3 separate regions of the Anser cygnoides genome follow, and all the other regions are linked to region 2. A link is a contact called in public Hi-C data. All regions are on one chromosome and are shown on one strand. The core of a region is the stretch at or near the end of the contact, and the rest is flanking DNA. Distances in the headings are between cores, read along the strand shown. Region 1 holds the start of RAB7B (RAB7B, member RAS oncogene family). Region 2 holds the start of IKBKE (inhibitor of nuclear factor kappa B kinase subunit epsilon). Region 3 holds the start of PM20D1 (peptidase M20 domain containing 1).

Region 1 (3,562 bases), core at 649-3,148, 160 kb after region 2:
GGATGTTGCCCCAGCAAAGACCGACCATCCCAGTAAGGAGCAGCGGGCTGTCCCTGGAGAGCAGGGGTGGCTGCGCAGCCCCTAGTGAACAGCTCAGTCGCTTGGGTGCCTCTTGCTTTCTTCCCCTTCCCTCACTCTCACCGGCCTCTGCTGGCAGCAGCAGATGACCTGTCCTCTCCTTGCCCACATGCGCCCTTTGAACGCAGCAGTCCCCGGCCCGTGCCTCATCGTTTCCTAGCTGCAAGCCCTTCCTCCTCGTCACAGGGCACACAAACCACGCTTTTCCCTCAGAATTGCTGACCGTGGGTGAAGCAAGCAGGAAAGGGCAGCAGCTGTGGCTGCAGGAGCCCCCGAGCAGCCGGGGAAGCTGCCGGGCCGTTCGCCACAGCCTCTGCTCTGGAGCCCACTGCGCTCTGGGGAGCGGTGGCAGAGCAGGAACTGGGGAAAATCCCTTTTTAATGGGAAACCAAACAAAAGCCGGAGCTGCCACTGAGTCTGGGCTGGGCCCCCCAATCGGTTTTGCCCCTCCTGCCTGAAAGCAGAAGTGGAGGGGGGCATCGGCTGGGGCCATGCACCACAAACCCATCTCCAGCGGCACGGAGGGCTCGGATCATCCAAAGGGGGAGCCTCCCCCATCCTGGGCTGGGCGGGCACGTGGCGAGGGGAGCACAGAGGGACCTGGGGCAACGGCTGCTGCAGGGCCCTGCTGCAAGGGCAAAGGTGAAGCAGCGCAATGAGACTGAAAACAGGGATTAGGAGAAGGTGGGAGAGAGCTGCTCTAGGGGAACATCAGCCTTTTTATCCACCAGCGGTGAGAAGTGCCCACAGGCTGGCTCAGGTAATTCTCCCACCTCCTCCTCGCTCCTATCCGTGCCTACCCCATGGGGGAAAAGCAGAGTTTCTGGCCAGACAGGTCCCAGAATTATACCTGGGAAGGAGGAGGAGGACTTGTCCTGCTGAGCACAGCGATCTTCTCGTAGATCCCATAAGGGACATCTGCAGCACCTGCAGCTAGAGGGGACAGCAGGTTAGGGGCTGTCCCCTGACGGAGACCCTGCGAGGCTGCGCGTGGGAAGCTCCTGCCCTGCTGAGCATGAATCACTGCAGAGCCCCGACCAGGAGACACCTCCCGAATTTACCCTAACCGCGTGAGACAGCTAGCAAACAGAGCCAAAACATGAGGTCAGGCGGCAGAAATGCAGGAGCTGGTGGCTGTTGTTCGTGGTGAGGGAGCCAGGAGGGTTCACGCAGGAGGGTGGAGAAGCCCCGAATCCTGTTGCACACTTGGCAAATGCTCGGGACCTGCCCTTGCACGCCTGCATCCCTCCCGGCAGCCAAGCAGGGCTCTGCAGCCGCGGCACAGTGGGGTTTCTCGTGATGTCCCTGTAGGACACGTCTCATGCTGAGGAGTCGCAGCCACCAGCATGATGCTCGTGGGGAGGTGTCTCAGTGCTCGCAGAGATGCTTGGATGCTCCCTCGGCGGCAGCTCTGTCTGGCTGAGCAAGGAGAGCCCCAAAATCTTGCTTGTGACTTGCACACACGTCCTGGTCCAGGGGCTGACACCAGTTTGGGTCCCTGCTGCTGTCCCCTTCTTCTGGGGTGTGCGTGGGGTGGCAGCAGCACCCGTGGGTGCTGGCTGAGAGCCCCCAAGTGCCCAGCGGGCTGCAGGGACACAGCACAGTGAGCAGCGCTGCGACCCCTCCTGCTCCAAACCCTGCCCCTCTCTGCCTCCCTGCGAAACGAGACGCAGCCCCACAGACCCCCCTAAAGGGGGGCCAGACCGGCACAGACCCCTGCCCCTCTCCCACCCCCACCAACCCCAACCCCTCCGCATGGCCCAGCCCGTGCTATCGGCGGCGTCCGAGCAAAGTCCAGGCTAGCTCCCGTGCGGGGAGCGATGCTGCAGGGAGCTGCTCACCCAGCGGAGGGGCCAAGAGCTGGCTCCAGCAGCCAACACCGCGCCCGCCCCGCAGCTCCCGGGCGGCTCCCAGCCCCTCGGTGCTGATGTCACGGCGCGGGGGCCCGTAGCCGCCTTCCAGCAGGCAGGAGGAACCAGCTCCGGGGCTGCCTCTGCTTCCTGGATCCTCTCCTTTCGCCTTTTCCCAGCCTGGGCGGCGGCGAGCGGAGCCCAGCGCCTTGGCCACCCGAGCGGGCGATGCCCCGGCAGGTGGGTGCACGGCCCCGCGGCCCCCTGGGAGCCATGCGTTGGGCCAAGAGCCAGGATGGGAGAGCCCAGCCCCTGGGAAGGCTGGCAAAAAGACGGGAGGGTTGTGCGTGCCGGGGATCAGCGAGGAACGAGGATGGGGTGCCAGAGGGTGGGTGGGAGAGCTGGGGGGGTCCGGCTGGGCGATGTGCCCCCCCCGGGGGGCAACGTGCCGTCCGCACCCCGTGCGTGGGGAGCAGCGCGGAGCCCGACAGCGCATCGGGGAAAAATGCAGGGATTTGGCTGCCGGTGGGTGAGTGGTGCCAGCTGCTTCCCGGCAGCGCGGGGCCTGGTGCCGCTGTGCAAATGGGGCTGCGGGGGGCTGCGGGGGGCTTTGGCCCCCCCGGGGAGGGGGTGCTGGGGGGCTGCGGGGGCGCAGGAGCCGGTGCGCGCGGAGCCGTGCTCCCCGCTCGGGTGGAAACGTGCAGAAATCAAAAGCAAAGCCCCAGCGCCCGGTTCAGGCCCTTCCTGTGGATGCTGAGGAAGCAGCAAAGGGCACAAACCCCTGGCGTGGGCTTTGCCTTGGGCAGCGTTTGTTAGCCAGGCCCCTCGCTGTGGACCCACATCCCCCCCCCCAGGCTCCTGAGCAGCCGGACCCCCCGGGGCAGGCGGGGGGGGGGTCTCTTGCGGTGCTCCTGAAATGCTTAGGGCACCCATGCAAGGATTTATGGCCACAGTTTCCCTTCATAATTCTCCCCAGGACCACATCCCCCCCCCCGTTTGTCAGGTTTCTGGGGAGGGGCTGCACTTCAGAGGGAGGCAGAGGAGCCGGGGAAGTTTCCCACAGCAGCTTCTCATGGAAATGAGCTCGTGCCCTGCTGCAGCGTGTCCGGGCGTGCTACAGCTCCCGGGGAGCCGGTCCCCGGGCAGTGACGTGGGCCAGGCTGGCACAGGGCGGGGGGGTCCTGTGCCCAGCACCACCAGGGGCCATGAGCACAGCACCCTGACATGGTTTGGGTCGCAAAGGGAGGTGCTGGGGGGTGCAGGGAGGCTGCAGGGACCAGCGGCTGCTCCCACCCCTCGCTGGGGTTCGCCAGGCTCCCACCCCCACAGCCCCTCGTTGCTGCTCCACGGTGACCCCTCTCGTCCCGCAGGGCCCGTCCATGGATGCCAGCAAGAAGGTGGATCTGAAGATAATTATCATAGGAGCTCTGGGGTAAGGAGCTGGCTCCGGGGCTGCTGAGTCCCTCTGTGCTTTTAAACGATGCAAAATCCTCCTGAACACCACGTGCCCAGCCCCACGCTGCCCAGTGGCCAGCGGGACCTGCAGGACACAAACCCTAACCCTCAGCCCTCGGGCTGCAGGGAGGTGAAAACCTTGGGCTGGGATGGAGGCGAGCAGAGGGGGCTCACCATAC
Region 2 (3,132 bases), core at 525-3,024:
AAAAACCACCCGGCCGCTGGGACCTGTTTTGCCGGCAGCAAAACACTGACAGATGCAAAAAAAAAAAAAAAAACCACACACACAAAAAACACAACACAAGCAAACAGAGCTGTAAGGTGGAGGGAGGCACCTCCCCGCTGCGAGAATAGAAACCTATGGGATTGCAAAACTCGCTCTGCGAGAATCAGCTGCGGCTGGAGGAGGAAATGCTTCAGCTTCCTGCTCGAGAAAAAAAAATTCCCAGAGTTGCAGCCATCCCCAGGCCGGGGCTGGGACAGCCTCTGCTGAAGGCAAACAGCGCTGGGCACCGGCCAGCACCCAGCCCTGCCTGGGGCGGGCAGACGGGAGGCAAAGGCAGAGCAGGATGCGTGCCCAGGGGCTGTGCTCAGCCTCCGTCAGCGGTGCCAGGCTCCCAGGCACGGTCCTGCCGTGCCTGTTTGGTGCTGAGGGGTCAGTGCTGGCCCCAGCTGCACGGGCTGCAGTATTGCACGTGGGGACGTGCTCAGGGTGGGCTGCTGGCACTGTTCTGCTTACGGAGCCACCGGGTGCTCAAAGCCCCACCAGGGGCTTCTCCAGAGCACAGAAGCCTGCAGCTGCTGGTCTTTTTCCAACTCTTCTCCATAGCTCCGTGAGGAGATGGATTTATCACGACCTGTCCGTCTCCAAGAGCTGCTTTGCAGAAGTTACAGGTCCCAGAGGCTTCCCACACCCAGCTGCAAGGACAGCTCAGCTCCTCCGGCCCTGCCCCAAAACCTCTCTGCTTGTGCAAGCCCAGCGTGCTCCCGGCAGCCGAGCCACGCCGCGGCTGCCGCACGGCTCCGGCGGTGCCCACGCACCCTGGGACCACAAAATTATCCATGCAACCACGTTCATTCACCCCAGCCTCTCCTGTTCCCCGGGGGTGTTCCTGCAGACCCCAGCTCCAGCTCCCTCCCGGCTGTGCCAGCACCGCAGAGCTCAGCAGCTCCCTGTCCCCGCAGGAGCCTTTGAGCCTGCCCCAGGTAAAGCTGCCCCAAAGAAGCGCAGAGAAGGCGAGAGGAAGCAGGTGCAGACAGAGCAAACAAGGCTGCCTCCCTCCCCAGCCGCAAACCCTCCCCCCATGTGTGTGAAGCACCAGATCCGGCCCGGCCCCAGCGCCTGCAAACACTGCCAGCGGCTTTCGGCAGCGAGCAAAGGGCGGAGGGGAGATTTCGGGGCATTCCCCAGCCCCGGCTGCTCCCGAGCTGCACCTCCAGCGTCGCTCTCACCGTATTTCAGCGATCAAGGAGATCGAGGACTTTTCGTCTCAGCAGGGAAAACCAAGGGAGGCCGTGGCGGGGCTCAGCGTCACCGGCCCCACATGCACACGGGCTCGGTCACGCAGCAACGCTTCAGCGGTGCCTCCGTGGGGTGTCCCCAGAGAGGGGCCAGAATTAGCCCCAGATGCTCAGATCCTGGCCCTGCTGGGGAAAAAGGCAGCGGGGAGGGCAAGGGGGTCACAGCCCAGGCCTGGAGCTGATGGATGAGGGGTGCACGGTGCGGGATGGGGGGTGCTCAGGGCACCCTGCCACTGCCTGCACACCCGGCTCACTTTCCCTGCTCACTTTCTGGCTTCCAGTGCCCACACCTCACCTCGCCCAGCCTCAGCACCAGCAGCCCGGGTCCCTCTGTCAGGAATTTCTTTAGGCTCACGGGGATGCGTCTAGGAGCTTTCCTGGCGGAACGAAGCCTGCATCAGTGTTTGAATCTGTGAGCACGAGATGCGTGCAAAGAAAGGATGCGATGCTTCACTGCTCTGCACACAAACCCTGCGCCTAACTCGCTCACTAATTACGGCCGAGCTTCGTTTCGCAGCCACGGGAGAGGCTGCCCCACAGCCCGCGGCGCGGTGCTGAGCCAGCAGGGCCCGGCGGCGGTCACGGCGGCCGCAGAAGCGAAGCGCCGCATCGCCGAGATCAGAGTCACCTCACTGCAGCTCAGCTAACGGGAAGAGAAAGGGACGGACGACTTCGCAAAGTCGTTTCCAGCCTCCTTTGAGATGGGCTGGGGACGCTTCGGAAACCTTTCCCCACGCAGAAAAAAAAAAAAACCACAGCTCGTTTCTCGTCTCAGGCCTGCACCAAAACCGCGCCGATGAGCGCCGTTAAGGCCAGGAAGAGGCGAAGTGAAACCCGCCGAGGGAAATGCCGAAATTTCTTCCCGAGCTGCCCACGGGCACCCCGCGCCCCTCGCCTGCTCCCACCCCGCTGCTGCCCCCCGTGGGACTCGGCTCCCTGCTGCAAAAAGAAACCGAAAGGGAGGCTTTAGGGCCATAACCCCCTGCCAGGTGTTTCTCAGGTTTCTGACCCGCACGCGTGGGTTCAGCTTTCACCGACAATGAGCCGAGCTGGGCTGCTGATGGGTAAAGGCAGGCAGGAAATAACTAAAATACTTTATAACGCCCCAAAAGGATTATTGTCGGTTGTGCAGCAAGGCTCCTCGCAGGAGCAGGAAGGGAGCTGGGAAGGGAGGATTTGAGCAGGAAGGGAGCTCAGGAGGAAGGGATTTGAGCAGGAAAGGGATTCAGGAGGAAGGATTTGAACAGGGAGGGAGTTCAAGAAGAAAGATTTCAGCAGGAAGAGGGTTTGGAAGGAAGGATTTGAGCAGGAAGGGAGTCCAGGAGGAAGAATTTTAGCAGGGAGGGAGCTCAGGAGGAAGGGTTTGAGCAGGAAAGGGATTCAGGAGACCGGATTTTAGCAGGAAGGGAATTGGGAAGGAAGGATTTTAGCAGGAACAGAGTTTGGAAGGAAGGATTTTGGCAGGAAGGGAGTTCGGGAGGAAGGGTTTTAGCAGGGAGGGAGCTCGGGAGGAAGGGTTTTAGCAGGGAAGGAGCTCAGGAGGAAGGATTTAGCCATCAGCGCCTGCTCCAGGCGGGGGCAGCAGAGCCCCACCGATGCCGAAGCTCCCGCAGGGATCCGGCCCCGCGGCGGGGGGGGTCGGGGGGAGCCGCGCCCTCCCCGGGGCCGCAGCCCCGACCCCGCTCCCCCTTTTTTGCGCTGAAGGTGGGGGGGGAAAGGAGACGATCGGAAGGGGGCAAGGGTGTTACAGCATCCTCCTCGGCGCTGCTGGAGAACCACAATCGTTTGTCCCTATTATGTCCCTCCACTTCCTAGC
Region 3 (3,661 bases), core at 114-2,613, 190 kb after region 2:
AAGGCAACAAAGAAATTGATGCAATGGAAGAAGTTATTCCACAGTAAGTAATCAATATTTCTGTATCTCTGAGGTAGCATCGCTTCACATGAGGAAAAATTCCAATTTCCCCTTCCTCATTCAGGGTTAGTAATAGGAGACCGATTTCTCAGGGCCTGCCAGACCTAACCCAGGAAGCCTCAGAGCAACAGACCATGTATAAAAACAGATTGTATTTTCTGAAGTTCCTGCAAGCATAATGGGTGGAATGTCAAGAGAGATGGCTTGCAAGTAGCAGCACTGACTACACGCTTTGCAATCGCGATGGCCCAGGAAGAATGATACCTCGTTTCTGTAGCCATGGGCCAGTTCCGGCAATAAATGCAACATCAGAGGACAGATGATATTCCTGGAGGCACAATGTAGCCAGCTCCAAGTCTTCATTTCTATGTGCCTGGACAAAAGAATTAGGGAAGCGCAAATTTATGCTGGGGTAGAAAATTTTAATTTCCAGTGTCCCTTTACTGCTCTTAAAATAACAGTTATGTTTATGTGTAACGGCTCTGAAGCCTTACCTGATAAATGCATGATGTATAACCAGCTCAAAATGTTTGTAATTTATTTAATTTAATATTGGTTTTGTTCTTTTTTTGATAATAAAGAATGTGTGAACAATCACTTGCTTCTTCTGCTATTTGAGCACAGGCTTTCCGTGTCAGCTCCCAGCTGGCGTTTAACCCTTCAGGAATGCTTATGCCATGGAAAGATGGGATAAATCTTTATATTCAGTACAAGACCATTGTACAGAAGGGTGGAACAAATGTTCTTGGTGAAGCCGGGTGACACGTAATGCGTTTACAGTGCTGCAATGAGATGGGTCTGAACACCAGGGAAAAACTTCTGAAGACAAGAATTGCTAAATCCAGGGCCATGTTGCTGGAGCTGGTTGTGGGGATTTTGAAACCAGGTGGCTTGAACCTCTGTCAGGAGTGGGCCTGTCCCTCGGTGAGGATTACTCCTCAAATCACCCTTTTTTTCCCCAAACGCCTGCCTTTTTGGGAGCAGCCCCCTGGCACCAAGGCTGGGTGAGGAGACACCCCCCATTGTTTGCAGCAGCGTGCCCTCAGCACCCAGCGAGCAGCAGACACCCTTAGCCACAGCTCCTAAACATCCCCTCACCACAAAAAAATACCACGTTTCACCGAGGGCAGAAAGACTGAAACACCCCCACCCCACCCTCCGCCATGCCACACGCCCCGCGGCGCGGGACTACAACTCCCAAGCCACCTCGCGGCAAGCTTGGGGCGGGACAACCCTTCCCATTGGCCACCCTCTGGGGCCGGAGCGTGCCGATTGGCCCGCGGCCACGCCCATCCTCCCCTCAGCGAGGCGGGCGGCGGCAGGGCCGGAGTCCGCCGGTGATGGCGGGCGGCGACGGCGCCGGGTGGAGGAGGCGGCGGCGGGCGGCGGCGTGGGCCGCGGGGCTGGGGCTGTGCGGGGCCGTGCTGGTGCTGGCGGCCGCCGTCCTGCTCCGCGCCCACCTCCGGCCCTCCCCGGCGCTCCCCCGGCTGTGGGCGCGGCGTGGAGGCGGCGGCCCCGCCGCCTTCAGCGCGGGCGAGCGGCTGGAGCTGAAGGAGGCGCTGCGAGGTGAGGGGGCCCCGGCGGCTCCCGGCTGCCCCCCGCGGCCCGGCCCCGGGGCAGGGGGTGGCGGTGCTGCCGCTCGCCGGTGTGCCGAGCTCGGCCCGGGGCCGGGGGGAAGCAGTGCCCGTGCTCGGGCCGCCTGCTGGCCCTTCTCCTAACGCCAGCTTTCTGTCACCGTGGCGGTTTCCCGCAGCGCTTCGGTGAGAAGTGCCTCAGCAGTTTTCTCAGGCGGGCTCTTTGTGGAGCTGTTTTATTCGCGATTGCAGTGGCGAATAAAAAGCAAAAGTAGATCATAAGCTGGTATTCCCAACTGCCCGGCGCTTGGCTCCTCCCCTGGTGCCTCGTTGGCTCAGTACTGCAGCTTCACAACCTACTCGATGCTTATGCCTATACTATATATGTGCAATTCTATTTGACCAACCGTTAACTTCTCCTTTTCCTTTTTTTTTTTCCTTCTCTCCTGACTAGAGGGCCTGTGATTTTTTGTTTTTACTGATTTCGCCCTGTTCGTCCTGTTTTTCTGTGCTCTCCTCCTTATTTTGGGACAGTGGGACCTCTCCCTCGTCTGTTTAACATCCTCCCCACTGCCCTGCCCCTGCCATGCCTGCACAATCACTTTCGAACATGCAAGGTTAGTGGAAATTTGCACTGCAAGAAACACCTTCTATTGCAAAAACACACAACTTATTTCTCACACTTCCCCCTCGTGCCTGCTCCAGGCACCCCGTGGTGGCAGTTGCTAGACATCTCCTTGTCCGCTGGAAAAATGAGTCTCTCTTCTTTTACTTTTTAATTATAGTCTCTATTATTTATTTATGGTTCAGATCTCGCACACCCCTTCCCGGCACGCAGCCCATCTGTAACGTCACGGTGTGTGTTTGTTCTCCCTAGCACGCTGCCTTCTGCAGAGGAGTTTGAGGCTATTTAGCTGGCCATTCTGCAGAAAGCCGCAATCTGGCGTGAAGGGGGTAGTCGCTGGCTGCTCAAATAGAGGTTGGGTCCTGTCAACCTGGTGTGTTATTGATTTGGACGATCTATTGCCTAGCAAATTCTGTTTACTTTTTTTTTTAATCAAGAAACACAAGAGTACAAGAGGGATATTATTTTTGTTCTGCTTCTTGAGTAACACCGCCTTGAAAAGAATCTGTAACCACCCTTGACAGATACTCTTACGAAAGGCAGCTGTGATTGGGACAAAGTTACAGCTGCGTTTTGTAGGACAGTGACTTGGTGCTGGAGAGCAGCCTTGTCTGGCCCTGGTTAAATGAGAGCAGGCTAGTCAGAGCACCAGAAGACTTTTCTGTTTATGTATCACAAGAGGTTAGAGCAGCGTGAAAGAAGGCACTGTAACAACCTTGACATCACCACCTGACTTGCTATGGAAAACGAATCTTCAGCTCCCAATTAAGCTACTTCTTTAGCTGCCAGGGTAATTTATGACTGCGGGATCAGTTCGCCTTACAAAATACAGCTGCTTCTGGACAGTAGCATTCCTAATAATATCATTCAGCCCTCTGGGATGAAAAACTAAAGTGTTTCTCACTTTAGCGAATAAAGTATCTACGCAAATACCTTGGCTGGAACTGAAGGGAAATACCGGTGTGCAGCATGCCCACAGCTCAGCTGAAGTACATCAGTCTTTTTGATAGTGGTAACCCTTACTACCCTATGAACTAATATTTAAAGCCTCAGAAATGCTCCGGAATGTAAATATTGCTTTTCCTTTTGAAATGCAATTCAAGTATTGCTTGACTGATTTCGGTGTCAAATGATTTCTATTTTCTATTTCCTTGAAGGTGCTGTTAAAATCCCAACTGTTTCTGTGTCTCCAGACGACTTAAATGCAACCGCCATGGCAGAGTTTGGGAGGTACATTCAGGAAGGTACTAAACTTTCATTCTTAGCAATGAAATTCTTTGTTTTAGTGATGAAATCAAAGAGAATATGTGTGGTTCTTGAATATAGTGGAGCAGATTTTTATTTTGTTTTTCTCCTCAGGAAAGGACTGGCAAAATGGCATGTGTAGGTCACCTCTGCAGCA

What was found. A called contact is a pair of places that touch in the nucleus more often than the background predicts.
Region 1: a contact with region 2 is called in a Hi-C map of liver, with 6 times the contacts expected there. The contact joins the promoter of RAB7B here to the promoter of IKBKE in region 2. A contact is called at or near these places in 2 of 7 Hi-C or Micro-C datasets (both in liver).
Region 3: a contact with region 2 is called in a Hi-C map of liver, with 2.5 times the contacts expected there. The contact joins the promoter of PM20D1 here to the promoter of IKBKE in region 2. A contact is called at or near these places in 3 of 7 Hi-C or Micro-C datasets (granulosa cells and liver).

The regions. Positions count from the first base shown.
Region 1 is chr25:4,677,409-4,680,970 of Taihu_goose_T2T_genome, reverse strand. RAB7B (RAB7B, member RAS oncogene family) reads left to right here and starts at 1,898. Exons shown (of 6, transcript XM_048070821.2): 1 at 1,898-2,168; 2 at 3,299-3,360. The coding sequence starts at 2,157.
Region 2 is chr25:4,835,305-4,838,436 of Taihu_goose_T2T_genome, reverse strand. It overlaps IKBKE (inhibitor of nuclear factor kappa B kinase subunit epsilon), which reads right to left and starts at 1,774. Exons shown (of 22, transcript XM_066983185.1): 1 at 1,612-1,774; 2 at 1,248-1,439.
Region 3 is chr25:4,639,691-4,643,351 of Taihu_goose_T2T_genome, reverse strand. PM20D1 (peptidase M20 domain containing 1) reads left to right here and starts at 1,363. Exons shown (of 13, transcript XM_048070910.2): 1 at 1,363-1,626; 2 at 3,417-3,503. The coding sequence starts at 1,401. It overlaps SLC26A9 (solute carrier family 26 member 9), which reads left to right. Exons shown (of 21, transcript XM_066983159.1): 21 at 1-657.